Regions from separate parts of the Oncorhynchus mykiss genome. Here region 1 is linked to region 2. The links are chromatin contacts, called in public Hi-C maps. All regions are on one chromosome and are shown on one strand. The core of a region is the stretch at or near the end of the contact, and the rest is flanking DNA. Distances in the headings are between cores, read along the strand shown. Region 1 holds the start of LOC110496283 (phosphatidylinositol 4-kinase beta). Region 2 holds the start of LOC110496278 (CDC42 small effector protein 1).

The links. A called contact is a pair of places that touch in the nucleus more often than the background predicts.
Region 1: a contact with region 2 is called in a Hi-C map of liver, with 1.6 times the contacts expected there. The contact joins the promoter of LOC110496283 here to the promoter of LOC110496278 in region 2. A contact is called at or near these places in 2 of 3 Hi-C or Micro-C datasets (blood and liver).

What each region holds. Positions count from the first base shown.
Region 1 is chr18:41,810,020-41,815,050 of USDA_OmykA_1.1, reverse strand. It overlaps LOC110496283 (phosphatidylinositol 4-kinase beta), which reads left to right and starts at 2,892. Exons shown (of 12, transcript XM_021572087.2): 1 at 2,892-3,086.
Region 2 is chr18:41,674,777-41,679,888 of USDA_OmykA_1.1, reverse strand. It overlaps LOC110496278 (CDC42 small effector protein 1), which reads right to left and starts at 1,342. Exons shown (of 5, transcript XM_021572079.2): 1 at 1,137-1,342.

The DNA.
Region 1 (5,031 bases), core at 1,643-4,142, 130 kb before region 2:
AAGTCACCCCAGCATGAATGCTCATTCTTCACATTGCGAGTCCAGTGTGAATGCTCATTCTTCACATTGTGAATGCTTATTCTTCATATTGTGAGTCCATATGTCCTTATAGAGATGTTGGGATTCCTTTTTTTTTTTTTTTTAAGCCCTTTTTCTACCAAAGTTCGTGGTATCCCATTGGTAGTTACAGTCTTGTCTCATCGCTGCAACTCCTGATGAGGTCGAGAGCTGGGAGTCCTCCGAAACACAACCCAACCAAGCCACAGAAGCCAGCCACACCAATGTGTCAGAAGAAACACAGTACACCTGGCGACCGTGTCAGCGTGCACTGCGCCCGGCCCGACACAGGAGTCGCTAGTGCGTGATGGGACACGAACATCCCTCCCAACCAAACCCTCCCCTAACCCGGACGACGCTGGGCCAATTGTGCGCCGCCCCATGGGTCTCCCGGTCACGACCCAGAATCTCTAGTGGCACAGCTAGCATTGCGTTGCAGTGCCTTAGACCACTACGCCACTCGGGAGGATGTTGGGATGGCTGCAGTTTCTCAGACCAATGCATGAGTCACCCCAGCATGAATGCCCATTCTTCTCATTGCGAGTCCAGTTCAGTTATCATATGGGCTGGCCAGCCATAGTTGGTAGCAAAATAGTTACATATTAGAGCAATGCACAGCAGCCATTTCCAGTGCATTTTTGCTGTTGAATGGCCTCCTGACATGTGGCAGTCCAGTTCCATGGTTTCTCTGTCTCTAGTAACTGTCTGAGAGGAGGACTGATGGTGGACTGGGCCTATCAAGGATGTTTTGGGAGATTCAGGATGGCATGAAATCAAATTTGTGAATGAAAGCAAATTTGACTTGGAAGGTTGTCTATTGAACAGCTACCAAAAAGTGAAGTTTACATTCATCATGACTAATCATAGTTGATATTTCAACCCATTGTATCTGTGTGTTTACAGATCTATATTTCCAATATGCAGTAAGATATCCAAATGTTGTTTGTTTGTGTGTGTAGGTCAGACAACTGACTACTTGCTAAGGACCCTTGGACTAAACACCTCCCTCTGCAACTGGATCCTGGACTTCCTGACAGGCCGCCCCCAGGTGGTACGGGTAGGTAACAACACATCTGCCACGATTATCCTCAACACGGGAGCCCCTCGGGTGCGTGCTCAGTCCCCTCCTGTACTCCCTGTTCACCCATGACTGCATGGCCAAGCATAACTCCAACACCATCATTAAGTTTGCAGATGACACCGACAACGATGAGACAGCCTATAGGGAGGGGATCAGAGACCTGGCAGTGTGGTGCCAGGATAACAACCTCTCCCTCAATGTGATCAAGACAAAGGAGACGATCGTGGACTTCAGGAAAAGGAGGACAGAGCCCGCCCCCATTTTTATCGATGGGGCTGTAGTGGAGTGGGTCAAGAGGTAAAAGTTCCTTGGCGTCCACATCACCAACTAACTATGGTGGTCCAAAAGCACCAAGACAGTAGTAGAGGGCACGACAGCGCCTATTCCCCCTCAGGAGACTGAAAAGATTTGGCATGGGTCCTCAACTCCTCTAAAAGTTATTCAGCTGCACCATCGAGAGCATCCTGACTGGTTGCATCACCGCCTGGTATGACAACTGCTCGGCCTCCGACTGCAATGCACTACAGAGGGTAGTTCGTACGGCCCAGTACACCACTGGGACAAAGCTTCCTGCCATCCAGGACCTCTATAGCAGGCAGTGTCAGAGAAAGGCCCTAAAAATTGCCAAAGACTCCAGCCACCCTAGTCATAGAATGTTCTCTCTGCTACCGCACGGTAAGCGGTATCGAAGCGTCAAGTCTTTGCCCAAAAGGATTCTTAACAGCTTCTATCCCCAAGCCATAAGACTCCTTAACAGCTAATCAAATGGCTACCCGGACTATTTGCATTGCCCCCCGCATTTTTACACGGATGCTACGCTCTGTTTATTATCTATGCATAGTCACTTTACCTCTACCTACATATTACCTCGAACTAACTTGTGCTCCCGCACATTTACTCTGTACCGGTGCTCATTGTATATAGCTTTGTTATTGTTATTTCATTGTTGCTCTTTGATTATTTGTTATTTTTTCATTTTTCTTATTTTTAATTTGTATTATTTATATATATTTTTTACTTCAGTTTATTTTAGTAATTACTTTCTTAACACTTATTTTCTTAACTGCATTGTTAGTTAAGATCTTGTAAGTAAGCATTTCACTGTAAGGTCTACCTACACCCGTTGAGTTTGTACTTGACCATTGCAGGTAGGGCCCTCTCCGTTTCATTCTGTTTGCTTCCGTTTCGTTCTTAAATGGTAGACCGTTTCCCTAATTAAATAGACCCAGGGTTCAGGGACTGGTGTATTTTCACACATTGGCCACCGGGTGGCATACTATCCACAGACATACATTTAGTTAATGCAAATCAATGCAGTGAGTGCACAAGGCAAATATAAAATCTTCCAGAAACACACCGAGAAGTCAACTCAGTTAGGAAGAATCCAAAGACTCATGATCTACGAGAAAATGGGACATATCAAGTTAATATTCCAATGTAATCTATTTCCAACATTAGTTATTCTGAGCTTCCTCTTTTCAAATCACACAATATAAAGTACAGACCATAAACCATCATTTGGGTATATGTATGGTTGGTTTTGGTAATGAACAGATAGAACGCATCACACTGTACCTTATATTGGTGGAAAGGGATGTGTTCATTTATGCCGCGTTCACGACAACTGGGAACAAAGGAAAAATGAGCTCCGACTGGAAAAAATAGTTTTAAACGGTCATCCAACTCAGAATTCTGAAGATCACTGACGTCATTATTTGACCTCGTTTTCCGAGTTCCCAGTTGTTTTCAACGCGGCATCAGATTCACTGTGATAATGCTGGCGTCATCGGTCCTTTTAAATATTTTGAGGCGGATCCGTTGGCTAGAGGTTTCGGATTTGCGCAGCATCAGAATGAGATTTGAGCTGGGGTGCTAGAGTCTTTCCAAATGGAATTAGAAATCCAATGGATAGATTGAGACCCTAAAATCAAAAAATATTGTCAAGAGGGTAAGTTGTTTATTTATATAACTAATTTACCTAACGTTACAGGGTTCAATTGATATGTGTTGCTCCCGGTCCCAGCTGTGGCTAGTCGTTTTAAGGAATGCTTCCTCTTCCAATCGACGCAGTAGCTATCTAACAATACTAGCTACTAGTTAGCGAGAAAATCAGTCAGAAGCTATGCTTTATTTATTGAGTTTAGCAGTATTAATGTATTTGTCCTTTTTAACGATTGGAGGTTGAAGTCAGTGATGTGAAGAATTTCCTGTAACGCTTGTTGTAGCATTTAGGATCTTCAAGTGTTAGTTTACTAGCTGCTGGGCTAGGCGGCTAGCTAGCCTGGTTCGCGCTGCTAGCTAAGTAGATGGCAAACAATAACTCACGTGACCCAGTTTCTGGTTGTCTATGAAAGCATTAGCTAAAAATGTAAAGCACGATTGAGACGGAGTATTAACTACAGCTAGGATGCTAGTCATTCTCAGGTGGGCACTGGGCAGTTTTTTTTGGGGGGGGGGGGGTTGATAGCTAACTAAGCGTTTTGACTGTAACGGTGTAGTGTTGGCACTCCTTGAAAGCCAATAGGTTCTGGTATACTAGCTACAGTAGTTAGCCATAGTAAAATATTAGTTAATTGGTTTCGCCTATTCCTCCATGGCTATAGCCAACTGACTTTAGTTAAAAAGCCATATCGTTGGTGTATGTACTTCAAAAACAACTGTGCGAAGTAGTTAGGCATGCCGTTTGGGAAGTGCTCCTAACCAGCATCATGACTAACCACGGTAGGATTCAAGTGGTGATGAAAAGTGTGCATGATACCACTTAACGTTACTCTAGGGTTACCCACGTTCGAGTCGTTGAGAATGAAACGAGTGGGTTTGCCGGGGGGTTCCCGACGAGCTGATGCCAGTTGAGTCTCATGACTGATGGTTACCTTTGCGGATTGTTTTGAACTGCACGTGCCTCTTGACACTTTGTACAATTTGAAACGTCACACCGATGTTTATCATTAACGCTCGAGAATTGACTTGTCGCGTTCAAAACATCCGAACTCGGAAATCTCTGACCTCAGTGTGTTCAAAACAACTGGGAACTTAAAAAAACTAGCCCCGACTGGGAAAAGTCGATTGAACGTTAATCGAACTCGGAATTCCTAATCGGAAACCGCTGCATACACCCGTTTCATAGACGTCGTCATTTGATGCCATCGTTCCTCGTAGCTAGGTAAATTTGTGATTTGTCTGGTCATTTGTAACTGAAGAATATAGAAGAATGCACTCATTTCCATTTGTCATGTCCAAACAAACTGATTCACTTCCAGGTGGATTATCTTTCAGTGCACCAAACATTTCTGTCCCCTAAAAGATAAACTGAAAAGGAGCATCATCAGGATTGTGTTTTATCCAGACAGGACCTCAAGTTCACTGCAGACATTACTTGTATTAGTCTAATATATGGTGACAATGTAACATTTAGTTCAGGCATTGTAGACCTTCTCATCTGTGTTCAACCTGACACTGAATTTCAAGAGCTATTCCAGAGCGTAAGTATAAGGAAGTGCTGTATACCGGCAAGACCATAGCAAGTCAGTCTTCAGTATGGATATTTACCGTCATTTAAAATAATAAGCCACCCAGTTCTCTTCCTGTTCAGTTGCTTTTTTTCTCTTGAATAAATTCTTACTGGGCTAGACCTACAGTGTATTTGGAAAGTATTCAGACCCCTTGACTTTATCTACATTTTGTTACATTACAGCCTTATTCTAAAATGTATTAAATTATAGTCCCCCCTCAGTCCACACACAATACCCCATGGTGACAAAGCAAAAACAGGTTTCAACATTTTTGCAAATTTATAAAAAACATCACATTTACATAAGTATTCAGACCCTTTACTCAGTACTTTGTTGAAGTACCCTTTCCAGCGATTACCACCTCAAGTCTTCTTGGGTATG
Region 2 (5,112 bases), core at 93-2,592:
GGGGAGTTTTGTTAAGAGTCCTGACGCTGGGTATGAACAGTATCACGCATCCCTTGCGTTACTATTTTGGAAGGATAATGACTTCATCTTTCATATCGGCTATAAATCATTTGTAAAAAAAAAACTAAAAAAAAAACGACATGTTCAATTGAGAAAATTGTACAGGGTTTGCGTTCCCACATGCCCATGCGCGTGTTTACAGAAGACAGATAGAGGGACCACCTGTGCTAACTATCTAGCATGCTCTGAACACCTGTTTGTAACGCCGGGTTTTTCCCCAAACTTGGTCCCTGGGGGGCCCCCATAGTGCACGTTTTGGTTTTTGCCCTTGGACTATACAGCTGATTCAAATATCAACAAGCTTTTGAGTCAGCTGTGTGGTGTTACAGCAAAAACCAAAACGTGCACCGAGTTTGCGATTCGCTGGTGTAACTCTTGACAAATACTGCTTGTTGAAACTGTATTAAAGCCGGTTAAAAACACTATATGTTGCATTTGTGAAATTATCTTGACGTTATATGAAAGTAAAGGGCTTCATGTTTCTAGAACCGTATCACAGTTTAAAATAGATTCACTTTAGATTGAGTTTGGCTGCTAGAGCCGGTCTACCTCAAAATAAATACATATCCTTTCGACCTTAAGGAGTAACGGTAGACACTTGGGCTAGCGGACTAAACTCCGGTTTATGAAGTGTCTGGACTTCAACACGGAGTTTAGTCCGCTAATCTTGGGCTAGAACTACTCAAACAAGTGTTTGATTTACACCTGACAGATCACACTCCAGCCAAGCCATTTCCAAGGGAATAGCCACAAAATACACTACATAGCCAACCTTTATGTAGCTCGATGGGCTAAGCATTATTTAACCAAATAGTAATGACTTCGAGTTTGATCGAATCTGGTCGTTTCCTTTAAAAGCATAAAACGTTCAAATGAATCAATGTTGAAAGTGTCAAAGTGCAAGGATATTTAGATTCTAGGCAACGTAACACAATTGTCCCTGGGTTTGGCCAACTCTAAGCCTTCTCAGTAAGAGAAACATTGTAACAATGACCACGTACCCCCTTTCATTTCTAGAATTAGCTAGTAGGCTAGCCTACATGAAGAACAAAGTCTCAATAGCGGCGCTGACTTACCTCCGTTCTTAAATGTACCCAAACAATGTCGATATCCAGTAGCAAAAGTATTCGCTGAATGCCCTTTCAAACACCAACGTATAACACCAACCACACTTATGCTGATTCTCGGTTTTTTGAGGTGTGGTTCTAAGTTGTTCAATCAGGAAATTGAAATGTTTAAAATGTTTTTTTCAAAAGCTTATTTTTGCCGGTAAAGTCAAACAGCACCCCTTATGGACATAGACACCATTTGACTTCGCGTCATCATAAAGTCAACACTGCCACCTACAGGGAAATTGCAGATGTAAACATAATCTTAGTACACAATCCAAGTTTCAAATTTAAATGTCACATGCACAGTGAAATGCCTTTCTTGCAAACTCAAAACCCAACAATGCAATAGCAGTGTATTACTAGAAGAATAAAAACACGATAAATAAGAACATGAAATATGAAATACACAATTACATAAGTAAGAATACTATATACAGGAAATATTTTAAAAAGTCAGTTCCAATACCATATTGCCATGTACAGGGATACTGGAGTGATGGATGTAGATATATATAGAGGTAAGGGGACTAGGCAACTGGATATAAGATAAACAGAGTAGCAGCAGCTTGCATGTGAGTGGGTGTGTAGAGTCAGTATAAATGTATGTGCATATTATGTGTGAATAAGCAAATGGAGTGAGTATATGTGTGTCTAGGGCCCTGTGAGTGTGCATAGACAGTGCAAACATTGAAATAAAATGTCAATAAGGATACAAGGTAAACACAGTCCGTGTAGCTCTTTATCAACCGTATTGCTTGGGGTTGGAAGCTGTTCAAGAGCCTCTTGGTGTCAGACTTGATGCACTGGTACCTTTTGTTGTGTGGTAGCAGAGAACATTGTCTATGGCTTGGGTGGTTGGGTGACGATTTTCCGGGCCTTCTTTTCATACCGCCTCATATAGAGGTCCTGGATGGCAGGGAGCTCGGCCCCAGTGATGTACTGGGCTGTCCACACAACCCTCTGTAGCGCAATGCGATCAAAGGCGGTGCTATTGCCATACCAAGCAGTAATGCAGCCAGTCAATACGCTCTCAATGGTACAGCTGTAGAACCTTTTCAGGATTTGAGGGTCCATGCCAAACCTTTTCAACCTACAGAGGGGGATGAAGCACTGTTGCACCTTCTTCACGACTTTACATGTGTATTTGGACAATTTTAAGTATTTTGTGATTTGGACACAGAGGAACTTGAAGCTGTCTACCTGGTCCACTGCGAGCTTGATAATGGTGTTGGAGTCGTACATGGCCACACAGTCGTGGATGAATAGGGAGTACATGAGGGGACTAAGCACACACCCCTGTGTGGCCCCTCTGTTAAGCGTCAGCGTGCTGGAGGTGATGTTGCCTACCCTCACCACCTGGGGTTGGCCTGTCAGGAACCAGAGTCCTAAGCTTGGTGACGAGCTTGGAGGGGATAATGGTGTTGAATGCTGAGCTGTAGTCAATAAACAGCATTCTCACAATAGGTATTCCTCCTATCTAGGTTTGCAAGGGCAGTGTGGAGAAAAATTGAGATTGCATCGTCTATGGATCTCTTGGGGAAGTATGCACATTAGAGTGGGTCTAGGGTGGCTGGGATGGTGGAGTTCATGTGTGCCATAACCAGCCTCTCAAAGCACTTCATGATTACAGAAGTGAATGCTACAGGGCGGTAGTCATTGTGGCAAGAAACCTTGAAGTTCTTAGGAACAGGAATGATTGTGGTCATCTTAAAACATGTGGGGATTACAGACTGGGACAAGGAGAGGTTGAACATTACTGTGAATATGCCTGTCAGCCGTTCTGCGGTGGGGCAAACTCCCCCCAAAAAGTTTTATCCATGCCAGCAAGCCACTATACAACACAACACTAAACAATACATTAATTGGACTATAACGGTGACAAACGGTGCCCACAAACTGTTAAGAGGCTACATAAAGCTGTCCCAATAGCAGAGTACCAACAACAGTCCCAAAACTTTACCACCGCTACACCTGGCTATCAACAGAACCTTGTCTGGTAGAGAAACAGTTAATTCAGCCTCATTTACTGCCTTTAAAAAAACATAGCTGATATGGCTAACTTGCTGAAACAAATGTGGTTTCTACTGACAATTGAGATGTGCAAACTATGACATAAGGGGACGACGAGCGGATAAGAGCTAATCCGTAATTTCGATTAAGACATTAATGAGCGAGCTAGGACGGACGTAGTCAATATAACTATTTGTTCAGCACTTATGAAATGTACAGCGACATGCTTCAGAACATGGGCCGTTCTTACAGTATTCTCCCTGTACATCAAGTCAGAACAGTAAGATAAATAAAGGGGGCATATAAGCAGACAATGAAAGCTCTTACAATATTTGATGATGATATTTTTCTAAAACTGGCTATAGGCTACATGTGCACCACCAAGTCAGAACAGTAGGCTAAATTATTAGGGGAAAAGGGACCAAATTATTAGGGTGAGGCACATGGGCTACTACTAACAGCTGGGACAAGGAGAGGTATACACTTAGTATACAACATACACTTAGTATTATTTTCTTAGCTACATTATACATATCTACTAGGCATATGACATCATTTATGCAGCAGCATAAAAAACATTTTTGGACCCACCTTGTTGTGCTGGGCTCACTTGAACAGGAAGGAGGCGCGGCGGTCCTTCATGGGCACATTTTGTCATCAAACTTTGTCAACAAGGCCTCCCGAGTGACGCAGTGGTCTAAGGCACTGCATCACAGTGCTAGCTGTGCCACTAGAGACTCTGGGTTCGAGTCCAGGCTCTATCTCGTAGCCGGCCGCGACCGGGAGACCCACAGGGCGGCACACAATTGGCCCAGCATCGTCTGGGTTAGGGGAGGGTTTGGCCGGCAGGGATGTCCTTGTCCCATCGCTCACTAGTGACTCCTGTGTCAGGCCGGGCGCAGTGCACGCTGACACGGTCGCCAGGTGTACGGTGTTTCCTCCGACACATTGGTGCAGCTGGCTGCGATGAGACAAGACTGTAACTACCAATTGGATACCACGAAATTGGGGAGAAATGTTTTACCCAGGGGGCTTGAAAAATGTATACATTTTAAAAAACAACTTGATCGACAAACTCCTTGTAGATTTTGCGGTGACATAGTGTCCCCATGAGTAACAGAACACTTAGCCAATCACGGTGCATCTAGAGAATATTACCAACACCTATGCTCTGTATTTTCCACTGGCTGCCCCACCACCACAGAAAGCACTGAGCTAGGCTTAAACACCTGTATTTTGGAGCCGTCTTACTCAAAAAAGCAAGAAAAAAAGCAAAGATATATATAAAACATTGTTTGCAAACTGATATGTGACACATTTTAATACCAAAAGAACATGCAAAACAGGCAAAAAATAAATATATGCGGTACCAGTTAAAATTCTGTACACACCTACACCTAGTTTTTATTTATTTTTTACTATTTTCTACATTGTACAATAATAGTGAAGACATGAACTATAAAATAACACATGGAATCACGTAGTAACAAAAAAAGTGTTAAACTAATCAACATCTACTTTAGATTTTTCAAAGTAGCCACCCTTTACTTTGATGACAGCTTCGCACATTCTTGGCATTCTCTCAACCAGCTTTACCTGAAATGCTTTTCCAGGTAAAGGAGTTCCCACATACATTGCCTTGCGAAAGTATTCGCCCCCCTTGAACTTTGCGACCTTTTGCCACATTTCAGGCTTCAAACATAAAGATATAAAACTGTATTTTTTTGTGAAGAATCAACAACAAGTGGGACACAATCATGAAGTGGAACGACATTTATTGGATATTTCAAACTTTTTTAATAAATCAAAAACTGAAAAATTGGGCGTGCAAAATTATTCAGCCCCTTTACTTTCAGTGCAGCAAACTCTCTCCAGAAGTTCAGTGAGGATCTCTGAATGATCCAGTGTCGACCTAAATGACTAATGATGA